Regions from separate parts of the Gossypium hirsutum genome. Here region 1 is linked to region 2. A link is a contact called in public Hi-C data. All regions are on one chromosome and are shown on one strand. Each heading gives the region's core, a stretch centred on a gene start, on an enhancer-like site or on the middle of the called end of the contact. The rest is flanking DNA. Distances are from core to core; before and after follow the strand shown. Region 1 holds the start of LOC107901923 (thiamine thiazole synthase 2, chloroplastic). Region 2 holds the start of LOC107899861 (DExH-box ATP-dependent RNA helicase DExH9).

Region 1 (6,859 bases), core at 620-3,119, 220 kb after region 2:
TATCAAATATTTTTTCAAGCATCCACAGTCTCCTCTGTTTCAGCAGCAGCTAGAACAAACTCAGGCTGTACCCTTTCAGCTTCGCTGAAGGTCCCATCTACGGCGTTGGGCTGCCCCAATGCCTTCAAGGCTAAGTGTGCTGCTTTCTGCCCTGATATCATCATTGCTCCAAATGTTGGACCCTGAAAAAACCAAATCCACAATTTCATCATTATAACACATCAATAACTCAAATCACAATTAAAAAGTAAAAAGGGAGTGTTAATAGTTACCATTCTTGGGGCACCATCAATCTCTGCAACTTCCATTCCTGTTACAATCATGCCAGGCACAATTTCCCTTGTAAGCCTAACGATTGCATCCTCTGCCGTGTTCATATCCAGTGCCTTCATTCCAGGGACGCTGTCAATCATCCCAATGCTCTTCAATCTCTTGACCCCAGTGGCTCCAAAAGGTCCATCATGTCCACAAGAACTGACCACAACCTTAGACTCCATCACGTTCGGGTCCATGCAGGATTGTGTGTCGTGGTTCATTGACACCAAAGCCCAGTTCGTTACCACACCGGCAACCCTGTTTCCTTTGACTATCAGATCCTCAGCAGCCACAGCATTGAACAACTTCACGTTAGGCCTTGCTAAAAGCTTGCTCATGATTGTTGATGTGAACAAAGCTGCATGCTTGATGACAACGTAGTCTTCTTGTTCGTCATATTGGATGCCGAGCTCGTCGAGGAACCTGTGAGCTGGTTTGCGAACAACCATGGCTGAAAATAGTTGGCCACCAAGCCATGCACCTCCACCAGGGCTAACAGATTGTTCGATTATGGCAACACGGATGTTGGGGTTTTTGCTAATCTCGTAAGCACAAGAGAGGCCAGCGGAACCGGCGCCGACGATGATAACATCAGTGTCAGCATAGGTAATCATGTCCATCATGTAACGGCGTGTCATTTCACGAGAAACATAGGATTCTTTGATGGGTTGGAATTCAAAGGATTGTAAGTCATAAGGAGGGGTTAAGGACATGGAAATGTTTGAGTTGTGTGAGGAGGACTTGATGGGAGTGAAGCGAGAAGGAATTGGAGTGCCGCTGAAGGATGACTTGTTGTGGTCTAGGAAAGATGGTTTGGGGCTTGAAGACAGTGAGGTGAGAGCTGTTGCCATGGCTGCCATTGATCTTTCAGCTAAGTTTGTGTGGTAGATGAAAGGGATCTAGTTGAGAGTGATGAATCCAAACTTTGGGTATTTAAGCTTTTTTCTAAAATGGAGAGAGTTGAAAAATATCTGAATGTTGTGTCAAAGCTTGATGAAAATATCTCGTATAAAAATATCTGAAAAGGGGAAGGATTGATGATGATTGAATTTGAATGGTTCATAATTGATGGCTTGGTTTTTGCTATCTACTTGGATATTAGTAGCCCAATAGTATCTTTGGCTACTGCAAGGGCAGCCTTTGTTAGTTGGAATTTAGAAACAATTGTGATTCACGGTCACAAACTTATTATGACATACAAAATATCTTAAAGAAGATAACACTAGTATGTACTAAATTTATGTGAAATGAAGTTATCATCACATGTAGAAACCTTCAGGTAAAGAAAAGATTGAATCTCTGGCATCACTGGAGTTTCGGGGTCAATCATCTAGGTGCAACACTTGAAATTGATAAACCATTGGTGGAGCAACTTCTAGTGAATGTTTGATGGTGCTCAGTAAATCTTCCCATGGAGAAGGCAGGTTGTTGTGGTTGGCTTAGTGTCACAGTTTCACCTTTTAACATTACCACAACAGATGACATGGTAGGCCTGTCAAATGCATCTTCTTGGACACACAACAGTCCGATATGAATGAATCTTAAAAATTCGTCCATCAATCCATCAGTTAGTAATGGATCCATCAATTCCAGAGCATTCCCTTCTTTCCATAGATGCCATGCCTGCATCATGATTCAATGTCATTAACAGTGTCTAGTAAATTGAAAAGCAAGTAATTCAAGCTGTGGATTAAAAAGTTACATATGCAACAAGGGTTTGGGCATGTTTCTTTTGATTGAACCCTGCATTCCTTCTGCCTGTAATTATCTCAAGCAAGAGTACTCCAAAGCTGAAAACATCGGACTTGATTGAATACAATCCCTCCATGGCGTACTCCGGAGCCATATATCCACTAATGCAAAGAAGAACTAGATTTTAGTATGCTTGAGAAAGAATTATTTAGCAGATCACACTATGTGCTTTGAACAATAGTTAAATTTTGAGGAAATGAACTGAAACTAGAAGAGCGGTGCCTTACTATGTTCCGACTATACGTGCTGTATTAGCTTCACTGTCCGCTCCAGCAAAGATTCTTGCCATTCCAAAATCTGAGATTTTCGGGTTCATGTCAAAATCTAGCAACACGTTACTAGCCTTCAGGTCCCTATGTATGATCCTAAGTCGTGAATCCTCGTGTAGATAAAGAATTCCCCTTGCAATTCCATTAATAATGTTTAAACGTTTGCTCCAATTGAGTTGTGCACGTTTCTTTGGATCTAATGCAAGAGACAAGTATCAAGCAAACACTTCGAGTAATTTCCAGTTACTTAAAGAGCTCAAAACAAATAAAGAGTTCAAGAACAATACCAAAGAGGACAACATCAAGGCTGCTGTTGGGCATAAATTCATAAACAAGCAACTGTTCTTGCTGATCCACACAGAAGCCCAGAAGCCTGACAAGGTTTTTATGTTGAAGTTTCAATATCAGTAGGACTTCATTTGTGAACTCCAAGGCACCTTGCTCAGAGAACCTTGAAAGCCGTTTGACAGCCACTTGCTTTCCATCAGGAAGTACCCCCTAATGAGAAAAAACCATTTTCTTTCAATATATAGCAGAATTGTTGATTTGGGTATCTCAATTATCTTATAGAAATTTGTATTACCTTGTAAACAGGTCCAAAACCACCTTGTCCCAGCATGTTTGAATCAGAGAAGTTATTAGTAGCTGAGTGTATGGTTACCAAATCAATATAAGAATCATTTGCTTTTAACTCATCTAAGCCTTCAAAATCCTGGAAATCTGGGTTCTCAGAGTCCCCACTATTGTGTAGTTGAACATGATTTCTCAGGATTTCGTCCTTCCCTGGAACATCAAAACAAAAAGGATCAAATTTAGCCTCTAAAAGGCACACGAAGATTTGTAAGAATACTTCTTAATCTTATTGTTATATTTACCTTTTCGAGTTCCTTTCTTCATTGCACCACAGTATACGAAGGAAGCCATTAGCACTACCACCAAAAATGCTGATCCAATTGTAAGAACTATAATCACCCATATTTTCCTTCCACTTCCACCACTTCTTGTTGTGGGTTGAGTTTTCGGGGAAGCAGAGGTTTCATTGGCACCTTCATAAAAGGCATATAACTCATACCTAAGATAGCAACTGCGACTAAGTAACCTTGCTCCACGAGAACCATAGCACTGGGATGCAACATCTTTTATGGCAGCTTCAAGGCATTTGTTACATTCATCAGGGGATAAGTCTAAGGTACACTGCACCAGAGCATACAAAGTGTCATCTATCGTATACGGTTCATCACCAGTAGCATACTTATTTGCCGAAGAGTTAAAGGCTGCCTGTTTGGTAAGATTTCGCAGCTTGTTCTCCACAAGAGCTTGAAATTTTACTGGTTCTGAGATATTAATTACGTTATCTTTGCCGATGTTGTCTTTGACATTCAATTGACCGAGGAAGCTAACATTTGAGTAACGCAATTGACAAACTTCCTCCCAAACGACTGCTTCTGTTTTGTTGGGACAAAGATTCATTATAGCCTGTGTTGCCCCTAAGATGCAGCCATGGCAATCGTCGTATGAAACATAGTCGAGGCACATGAACTGGCCGTAAACTTTATCGGTTTCATTTCCATAAGAGATATTGTAGTATCTGGAGACTGAAGCTTTTGAGGCCAGTGAACCGAGGAGATTTTGCAGACTAGTTTGAAATGAAGTATTCAATGAATTATTATAGGTATTGTTTGAACAAACCGAATAGGGAGGATCAGCAAGAGCAAGATCATTACGACCGAACAGAAAATAACAAAGCAAAAGCAAATGAAGGTTTTGTCTGAAATTAGTTGAATGTTCCATATCTTGTCTTAATGGCTCTACTGCAGCTTTGAGACCCTACAAGCAAACCTTAAATATTACTGAGTTAGAAACACTGACAGGGAGATATTACTAAGCAGTTTCAGGGAAGAACTTTCAAGCGAAAATAATCTACTCCACTATATAATTTCTTAATTAGAGATTACGGGTAAAATAAGTTGAAACTTGAAATCCAATGTATTGACAAAGATGGAAAATAATTAAAAATGGTAATCGGAGTGATATTATGACTGACATTTTGATGCAGAAGTCAACTCAAGACGCGGTTGTTAATTTGCTAACAAAGCCAATGGAAAATTCATAGGAAAAAACAAAAAGGGAAGACCCAACCACTGAATATAGGTAGAAGTTTTTGGCAAAAGGGTGGTAAAGTTGATATTCAATTGGTGGGTTTTCAGACTTTTGAGCCTTTCTGCATTTTAAGCTGAATCAATCAGCGGGCCGAGCGTTTAACGGATATCAACAACCGCTACATCTCAAGCCGTATCTTGTCTCAAGTCTCAATTTCATGTCGACAGCTACCCCTTGTTGTCAACTTGTCTGTAAACAATCTATGTCTTGAATGCATAGATTGTGAGACTGAAATGAATGTGGACTGTGGAGACTAGAAGATCAAGCCAAAACTTTAAGTGATAATGGAAGAAGAATCTAATATTTTATAACATGTCACATTTGGTTTGTGTTGTTGTGGCTTTTTATAAACAGCTAAAAAATAACAAGATCAAGGATGAAAATAAATTGAAAGGATACATTAAAACTAGAAGTTAGCATTAAGAGCTGCAGATTCCAAATTGTCCTTGCTTTCAATCGATGTTCAATATTGCAGTAAAGTTTTCATGTCCCAAATCGAAATCATATTTTAAGCTACAAAATTCTCGAAATTATGATATACTAGATTTAAATGATTTTGACTCGTTATCACTAGAGTTAATTATGATTTTTGACTGATATTAATTATAGTTTTCAACTAGTGATTTTTTACATTTGTCACTAGAGTTAGGGTGACTTTAGTATGGTGCGGAAAATTAATGAATATTCAGTTTGTTAAATTTTGTATAGTTTTGTTATTTGAAAATCTGAATAAATCATGTTAGATCACTTAAATTATGTTTTTTAGTAATTAATTATTATTTTTGGCTTAATTGTTTTGTGGTAGAAATGTTCTTGAGTTTGGTCGGGTTTGAATTAGATTTAAGTATGATATTAGGATAAACTATACAGGTGATCACCCAATTAATTAAACATTTTTATTTTAAACACTCCAAATAAAATAAATTGTAATTTAAGCACTCATATTACATAATTCGATTATTTTATACACTTTCATCGAATTAATAAACGGGAAATCTGAAATCATTCACTTTTCCGCTTGGTGCTTCCATTGCCACCCCTTATCTCCCTTGGGGTGGAGATGAAACTCAGGAAGAAATCGAAAAAAGTTAAAACTAACATCAATTTCCTTTAAATTAATCATAACCAACAATATGAAAACTTAAATCTACCAGTACTACTAAATTAACCATGACTAATGTAATACCTAAATTTTTACCCTGCCCACAATAAAATAAAGTCCATTTTTTTATAAGCCCAATTACAAGACAAATTACATGGCCCAATTTCAATTGATGGCCCAGTTACAAACACAAACCGAAACAGATGAAGAAACCCTAGGGTTTCTGAGTAAAGCTCCAGCCGCCGCAACTCCAAATCTTGGCCGAATCTCCATGGATTCACCTGCATAGCAAGAAAACACGAAAATGGAAAGGGAATCAAGAATATTTGTAAATCAAATCAAGAACAAATCTATTTCCTTTTTAGATTTATTTTCTTACGGATATAAGAGGCCCTTGAACACACTGTAATAGGGATCTGGGATTTTCGAAATCAGAAATAAAAAAAAAAGATTACTACTTTCGCAATATAGAGAGCAAAAAAATCGAATCAAAAGGTTGTTATTTTGTAGTTTTTATTTATTTTCTATTGTTATTTTTTTACTATTATATACATACTGTTAATAAATAAAGAAAAGAGAGATACAACCTCTGTTTTGAGTCCTAGATCACCGTGGACGGCTGAGGGTGTCGTCTCCGATGAAAGACGACCGGAAGCCGAAAGGTTTCAGTGCTTTTGGGGCACTTTCGTTGGTGTTTTGTGGGATTTAAGCTCAGATCTGGGCAAAGGAGGTCGAGAAGGCTAAAGGGGGGATTTTTTTCCTTTCTCCGGCCACCGCATATGGTGGTGCCGACGCCGGAGATTGGCGGCCGGCGCGGTGGCAGGCGAAGGGCCGATGACCGTCCGATGATCAGCCAATGGCCGGAGGACAGAGGGGTTGAGAAAGTTTTTTACAGGTTTTTTTTTGTTTTTTTTCTTAGAAATGTTTTGAAATGAATTTTTTTTTAAATTTTGGCTTAAATAGCCAATTGAAAACGACGCCGTTTTGAGGGGAGGATCCGCGCGTCGACCCGACCCGGACCCAGAATCCGCGTGTTTTTATACGGTGGGGCAAATTGCGCTTTTAGCCCCTCCGCCTTTTTATATATTTCCAATTAAGTACTCTTATTTTTTTAATTTGGCCTTTAATTTATTTTAAATTCCAATCTGATCCATTTGAACGGCGCCATTTTAGAGGAGAAGGGAAAATTTCCCTTCCAGCCCCTCTATGTAATTCGCGCGTTCAAATTAGTCCTTTTACTTTTATTTATTTGCAGATTTAC
Region 2 (7,422 bases), core at 4,879-7,378:
TGACCGCAATAGCGTCCGTTATGTCCGCGACCGCGACAAACGCGACGCGACCGAAAACGCGACCGCGACCGCAATTTAAATCCCTGATCAAGACAAGGCAAGGCCTTAGAACAGCAGAGGTATAGCTGATATCAAAGTCAGCTCCATTTGCCTCAAGTGTTCTATTCATATTTCTATTTTTCACCTTTTGCTTTCTATGTGCTTTATTTAATATACATACAAATTATCAAAAGTATCGCCAACCAGAATCTAAATTTTAGATACCTTATTTTCCCAAATAAATATTCCATCTTTTTCTTCTCTCTTTCCCGACTAAATAAGATGATTCTTCAATTACTAGATATTTATATCCTTTCATCTTATGTACCATTGTATGCTTTTTTTCTCCTTTAGAATTCTAGCCCCTTAACATTCCAATGACAGTAAAAGATTGGAGATACCTTTGATCACTAGAGAAACATAGCAAATTGAACTGCCTAGCAATTCAATACAATTTGTTGGCTTAAGCTTTGAAGACTAACAACTAATGTTTTCTCCAAGAATAACTATTAACTTATATTTTTACTCTCCACTATTAAAAAACAGTTTGAATATTCAAAAACCAGAGAACAATAACCAAAGGTATCAACATCAAATTATAGAAGTTTCGGAATCTAATAACAGACCTCAAGGTCAGGAATTGAACGATCAGCTTGAAACTGATAGAATGAATTACGAAGCATACTTTCAGGATCAGCCTCTTCACAGCGCAATTGATTCAATAGCATATTGTAGCTTAGGTGGAAGGCACTGAAACAAAATGGAAAAGGCAATTAACAAAAATTAATAATTCTTTAATTATGGAAAAAGTCATAATTCTGGTAATAGTCATTTTAAATCCTCTACTCCGCATCCTAAACCAAGTTTTTACCAGTCAGCGCTCATCCCACAATGATAACGCCCTAGCTTATTAGGAGTTAAACATCATTGTTATTTACAACAAAAAAAATATATAGTTACTATCAATAAATATGATCATCAACCATAAGCTACCTGCAACCAAAATCCTCTTAAGTCAGCTCAAAAGGAATTTTCCCCCTAAAAGAGTATATTTTCATCCCTCTTCCAAGTTAAGAACTCCCACAAGGACAGATTTTGCAAATTTGTTGCCAGCAGGTGTTGCCCATAAAACTATGGAGGTTCTGTTGGTGTTTAAATACAAGAAAAGCTAAGATCTCAGTTTTAATAATGCCAATAAAAGAAACAAACTACTCATTCCCCTTTTCAATTTTCTATTTCTCCAGGCCTTTTTATGCTTCCCCTTTTCCATCTTTCCTACTAAACAAAGCCCAGGAAGTCAAACTTAGACTCACGAGCATAGGAAGTTTCATTGTCAGATTTGGTGCAAAAAACTAAGTCCCTCCAGCATAGTCATAGGGAGCTCGCAAATTTCCATTTGGAATAGGAAAAAAGGTCCACATATATGACATCATGGATAAACTACAAGTTTCATGTATGAATGTTCAGCAGCATGAATGTTATTTGAAATGCAACCTGAATCCAAAGGACCACCAAATCATGGAAATATGGATTAGTGAAATTTAAACAGGTTTTTCATATATCAAATATACCTGTTCAAACTATCAGCATTTCCCTTGAGCATCATTTTAGCTGTAGATGGTTCCATCCTTTCATCCACCATAAGAATACATATTCCACGTGCATCAATTCCTCGACGACCAGCACGGCCACTCATTTGAATATATTCTCCACTAGATATCCATCTAAACTTGTCCCCATCAAATTTACGAACATTTGTAAACACGACAGTTTTAGCGGGCATGTTTAACCCAATACTGAAGGTCTCTGTGGCAAACAAACACTGAAGAAAATTTTCAGTTTTTGTTTTCCAATTAAATGTTAAGAGTAAAATGAATGGCCCAAAAATTGGAAAAGAGATTCTTTTATACAGTAACATAAGTAATACAATTTTCTCAGATGCTTAACATCATACAGATACAAATCAACCTAAATTCATAAGTTTCTCGGAAATTGTATAGCAATATCGGTTTTGCGGTATTTTTCATGATCAGACACTCAATAAACTGAAGATAATGAAAATCATAAATAGCACAGGGGAAAAGGAGGTCAGGGAGTTACATACTTTTTACAGATGTAAAGTGAGTATGTCCACTAATGCAATGACCAGATTCCAGATATACAAAAGCACCTTAACAAAAACATTTGGAAAACTCGAGATAAAAACAAAAGGACACGAATTTTCAGACTTTAATATGAAACAAATACAGACAGTCAATAAACTTCCAGCAAAAAATCAAGAAAGACGAATAGTACAGTGAACAAAGGATAAAAATTTTTGAGCAAAAGAAGACTGCATGCAAACTAGCCAACACACTGCTAGTTATCAATTTAATCTGATAACTGAAAATTCCACAACTGTACATAACTTCAGTAATTAAGCCAGTTAATACGATAATGTTACAGTCAATCATTAAACCTTGAACATATGCACTAACTTTAAGATATAACTTGAGTGTGTATTCCCAACCTTAATCAGTCCTTCCTGAAATAATATCTCTATCACTTCCTTTAGAATTGGAAGCAAACCAGAATGATGCACACCTATTCCACGTTTCAAAAGCGGTAACATGTTTGACACCTGTAAAAGCATCTCATAAAAGGCATAACAAATATCTGAGCAAAACAAATTTACAGGTCATAACAGAATAGAATCTAAATCTAAAATATAACTTTCCATGTCAAAACACATCCATGCATATGCCGATGAGTTTCCATTTCATTTCTCTGTTCTTTTCTGAATATTCTTCTCTTTTTTTTTTCAAAAAACCATAAAACATGTTTAACACCAACACTTTAAAAAATCAATCAATCAAAACCAAAACAAATTTTCAAATCGCTTCCATCAAATGGGAATGTAAATGCTCCACACAGGAGCACAGTATTCAAGAGCGATTGTAAAAACCCACAGATAATTCAAAAAAAATATATTTGTAAATAAGCTTGATATCAGAATTCTGCAACAAGATTCTGATACCAATTTTTTTATATCTAATTACAAATTCAAAACCAAAAGCAAAATTAAATAAATAGACAATAAAAAGTAGAAAATGGGAACTTTTGCTAACTAAATACAACATTTGCAAACAGCTTATAACTCAAAGGATTGATGGTCAAAACTAACTAATAAAAGATAATGATTTCCACACAAGTAGCTATCAATTTGGGAGGTAACCAGGCAATAATCATAAAATTACAGTTTGATACACGGTCATAAATATTCAATTGCAACCTTACAGGTGCAACCATTTTTAAATTCACATTCAAACACATCTTGCAGATTTCAGGAATAACAACTTGCCTGAGGTAGCTTCTTATCATCATCGGAAAGCATATCCATGGCACTCCAAAAGACTGTTTCTATATTTCCTTTCTCATCGTCATCATTTAAATCCATCTTTGCCATCTAAATTAAAAACATAAGAAAATGACAAGACAATTAAGATAATAAAAAGAAATAAAAAAATTACCTAACAACAGAAAAACCAGTGCATGCGCCTAAAGGGAATAAATCAAGAAATTTAAAAACAAAAAGGATAAGAAAAAAGGAGGAAATGAACCTCAAAAACAGCCTATTGTATAAGCAACAACCACTGAGCCAAACTTGATGTAGGTGTCTAATAACTATATAGCATATTTATAATACTAACTTGCCAACATTATGTATAGCACAATGTTGAGCAAGGATTCTTTTTAAAACATACTAATAGTTGGGGATCTTTTGGGTTGTAAGAGGAAAGAAGACATGCCATCCACCCATGTCTTCCCTATACCAACAATATACATAATAAAATAATAAAAGGTTCTTTTGAGACCCACCTGCATCGCAAGAAATTCACATTCCCTTTTGCTAAAGCTAAAAATTATTACAGGATCGTACTGTCGCTGAATGATCATTTTCACCAACTTGAAGATGTCACTTTGTTCACTAACTTTTCCCATCACTAACCCATTTTGTGATTTACCATTATTTCTTTTCTTGTCACTTTCACTTGTAGGAACTAGTGCATTTAAAGATTTCTGAAAGCTATCCTCCCGAAATTTTCCTTTCTCATCTACCACCAAAAACAGACCATCACCTCCAGCGGGGAAAATATAATGCTGAAGAGGGGTTGGCCTATAATCGGTGTAAACTATGTGACATGGTTGTTTGTGAACCTGCAACCACAGAATCAATAAGCAGACATATTTAAACAATTAAACAAGCTATAAAGTTAATGATCTATAGAACCACCTAGCAATGAAATCTATGTGCTTGATCCCAAAAGCATCCTACTCAAAAACAAAGAAGTTTATAATGTCCTCAAGATTCATAATCACTTTCTAGGTACAAAATCCATTCACAAAAATCAAAAGCAGGGATCATTAGGATTAGGACTAGTATCTCACACAGGAACGTTTTAAAGGAAATGAAAACACAAAGTTAATATGCTTCTGATATATTTTCTTAAATCTTTACTAAAAGTTGCAAAAAAGCAGGATTGAGAAAAAAACATATCACCCATAAACAAGCTTAAAACCGCTCTTAATAGACTAAAGCAAACAAACCAGTCTATAGGGTCTACGCTGGCAGGACCTTACCCACTCAAAGATCAAAATAGTAGAATCAAGGTTGACCAATGGAAAGACTAAATATGTCACAGGCAACTAACATCAATCATGTTAACTATAATAATTTTTTTTTAAATCATGTTATAATAATAAGATTTAAACTCAAGAATTTCAGATTTGTGCTGGGTTGTTTTATGTAGTTTATTTTTTACTGTTCTCCTCATAGTTCCCCAAAGAAAACTTTCCTACTTTCGATTTATGGAGGGAAAAAGATAAACAAAACACCAAGCTTTTACATGTTACAAATATACCCTACTAAGAGAAATGAAAATAAGTTGGCTGCTATTCAAAACAGATAAGCTGGCTAAAGAGCATTGATTAATTATATTCAAGTTGAAAGTTGGTGAATAAATTAAAGCAAACATTAACCACCTTGGCCACCCAATCAGCAAACTCCTTCGCATTAGGTACAGTTGCTGAAAGAAATACAAATCGAGAGTTCTTCGGTGCCATAACAATACTCTCTTCCCAGACAACACCTCTCTCGCGATCACGCATGTAATGCACTTCATCAAAAACAACCCATGCCACCTCACGAACAATCTCGGACCCTTTATACTGCATACTTCGCCAGATTTCCGTGGTCATCACCTGAAAATCAAACAGTTGGGAACATATAAAAGAATCAAATACTAAAGGAGAAAACGTAATATGAGACGGAAAGCAAGTAAAGTACCAACCAAACAAGAAGCATTAGGGTCAATTGTAACATCTCCAGTCATCAAACCGACATCGGAAAACTCCTCTTTAAACTCCCTATACTTCTGATTGCTGAGAGCCTTAATAGGTGAAGTATATATAACACGCTGATTATTCCGCAAAGACATAGCAATTGCATATAAAGCTACTACAGTTTTGCCTGCTGATGTATGTGCCGATACCTGTATTGAAACTAGCATTTCAGTTTCTCTACTTTCTTTGTTGGGAAAGAAAAGAACAAGAAGAACAAAAGAATGTCTTACAAGGACAGATTCGCCACGATTGAGGCAGTTGATAGCTTCAGACTGAAAGGGGTCAAGCGTGAAAGGAAACTCCTTGGCAGGTTTAGAGTCAGCTAGAAATTGTAAAGAGGAAGCAGAAGGAACATAACCTTCAGGATATGAAACATCATGGACACATCCGACGGCTTCCTCGGCCAACGGTGAGACGTCTTCACCGTGATGTTTCTTCTTCTGCGGCGGCGGAGGAGACTCAGAGGATATCGCCTCACCTGACTTCCTCTTCAAGGATCCCATTTACTTATCTTCTTCAGGACTTCTTAGGAAGAGAGGGAAAGAGAAGATTCTATCCTGCGGCAGCGGCGGCAACTTAGGGGAAAGCCAAACAAACTCAAAACACGAATAAAAAGAGAAAGAACAGACCGAGCGAGTAAGTCTTTTAAATTACACACTAATTTAGGCAATCGTAAAACACATCCGAGCTATGTTTTACATTTTAAACATCCCAACTTAACAAACAATAGCTTATATTATATGGCAATAGGGTTGTTGTATAATTTTTTTTTAATTACCTTATTGTTAAGGTGGTATTTTTTTTTATTTTTGACTAAAGTTAGGAAACTCTCTATGAACCTTTTTGAAAAAACAACTAAAATTCAACACTTATTTCTCTACTTCATTAATCCGAGCATTGTGAACTCTTGATAGATTATTCGATAGAAGATGATAGCTTTCTATCACCTTTTCAAGCTCCTTTTCGGGTTCCCATAAAGACAATGGTTGTTTTTGTTTAAGTTTATACCTTTTTGTTACCTTATTAGGCTCTTCTTCTTATGGTTTAACAAGCTCTTTTTCGAGTTTTGGTGACAACGAAGGTCGATTTAGTTTAAATTTATAGCTTTCTATCACCTTTTAAGTTCTTCTTCTTCAAGTTTCTCCCTTTTTTACCAATTTTCAATTCCGATAACAATCATTTTCGTCAAAGATTATAACCTTCTTTCACTTTTTCCTTTTCGAATTTCGATAATGATGATGGTGGTAATCGATTTAGATTCATATAGAACTCCAAAAGATTATCAAAATCTTCCCCAAAAGTTGTAAAGCTCTCCTCTATAGAAAGTTAGGCATTGAGGACGGAAGCAAATAAACCCAAAAAAAATATTATTTTGGACTAATTATTGAAAAGTCCCTAATTTTAGTCAAAAATAAAAACAAATGCAACATTAGCAATTCATTAGTGGATTAAAAGAATTTTTAACGACAGTGACCAATTCGAGCAATTATCTTAATTAGAGTGACTAAATTGATAAGAAAAATTAGAGCGACCAAAATAATAAAGACGTTGTTTTAGGGTGACTTGCGATGTAGTTTACCCTAAAAAATCTAATCATATTAAAAAAATTACACATTAATTTTTGTAACATTACTATGTAAAGATTAGTTTTTTTAGTATACTAGAAGAATAATATAATCGTAAAAGATAGCAAAAAAGGTTCTGAAGAGAATAGAAAAGATTAAAAAAATAGAGAGTTAGGGTTTTACAAGAGAGAGAAACAATGGAGTCTATCTATTTCTTAAATTGTGTTGATACAAAATATCAACAAGGGTGGAGAAGGTAGGGGTGGTGAGGAGGTTGATTCACCTTTACAAGATGGAGAGCTGGAAAGTAGAAGAATAAAAAGGGGGATGAGGGCATATTATGTTAAGGGTTTTAGAATGAAAAAAAGAGTACCATTTTCTATGTTGTGCCTTGGGGTATCTATATACGGGGGGCTTCTGATCACTTCTTTATTAC

Evidence for each region. A called contact is a pair of places that touch in the nucleus more often than the background predicts.
Region 1: a contact with region 2 is called in a Hi-C map of leaf, with 2.2 times the contacts expected there. The contact joins the promoter of LOC107901923 here to the promoter of LOC107899861 in region 2. A contact is called at or near these places in 2 of 34 Hi-C or Micro-C datasets (both in leaf).

The regions. Positions count from the first base shown.
Region 1 is chrD06:55,777,286-55,784,144 of Gossypium_hirsutum_v2.1, forward strand. LOC107901923 (thiamine thiazole synthase 2, chloroplastic) reads right to left here and starts at 1,870. Exons shown (of 2, transcript XM_016828102.2): 1 at 273-1,870; 2 at 1-182. The coding sequence starts at 1,175. The coding sequence ends at 15. LOC107901922 (cysteine-rich receptor-like protein kinase 10) reads right to left here and starts at 4,213. Exons shown (of 6, transcript XM_016828100.2): 1 at 3,212-4,213; 2 at 2,920-3,119; 3 at 2,624-2,834; 4 at 2,295-2,532; 5 at 2,018-2,168; 6 at 1,459-1,938. The coding sequence starts at 4,127. The coding sequence ends at 1,642.
Region 2 is chrD06:55,556,552-55,563,973 of Gossypium_hirsutum_v2.1, forward strand. It overlaps LOC107899861 (DExH-box ATP-dependent RNA helicase DExH9), which reads right to left and starts at 6,129. Exons shown (of 14, transcript XM_016825604.2): 1 at 5,652-6,129; 2 at 5,370-5,570; 3 at 5,062-5,280; 4 at 3,898-4,236; 5 at 3,380-3,484; 6 at 2,549-2,659; 7 at 1,611-1,861; 8 at 666-789. The coding sequence starts at 5,924.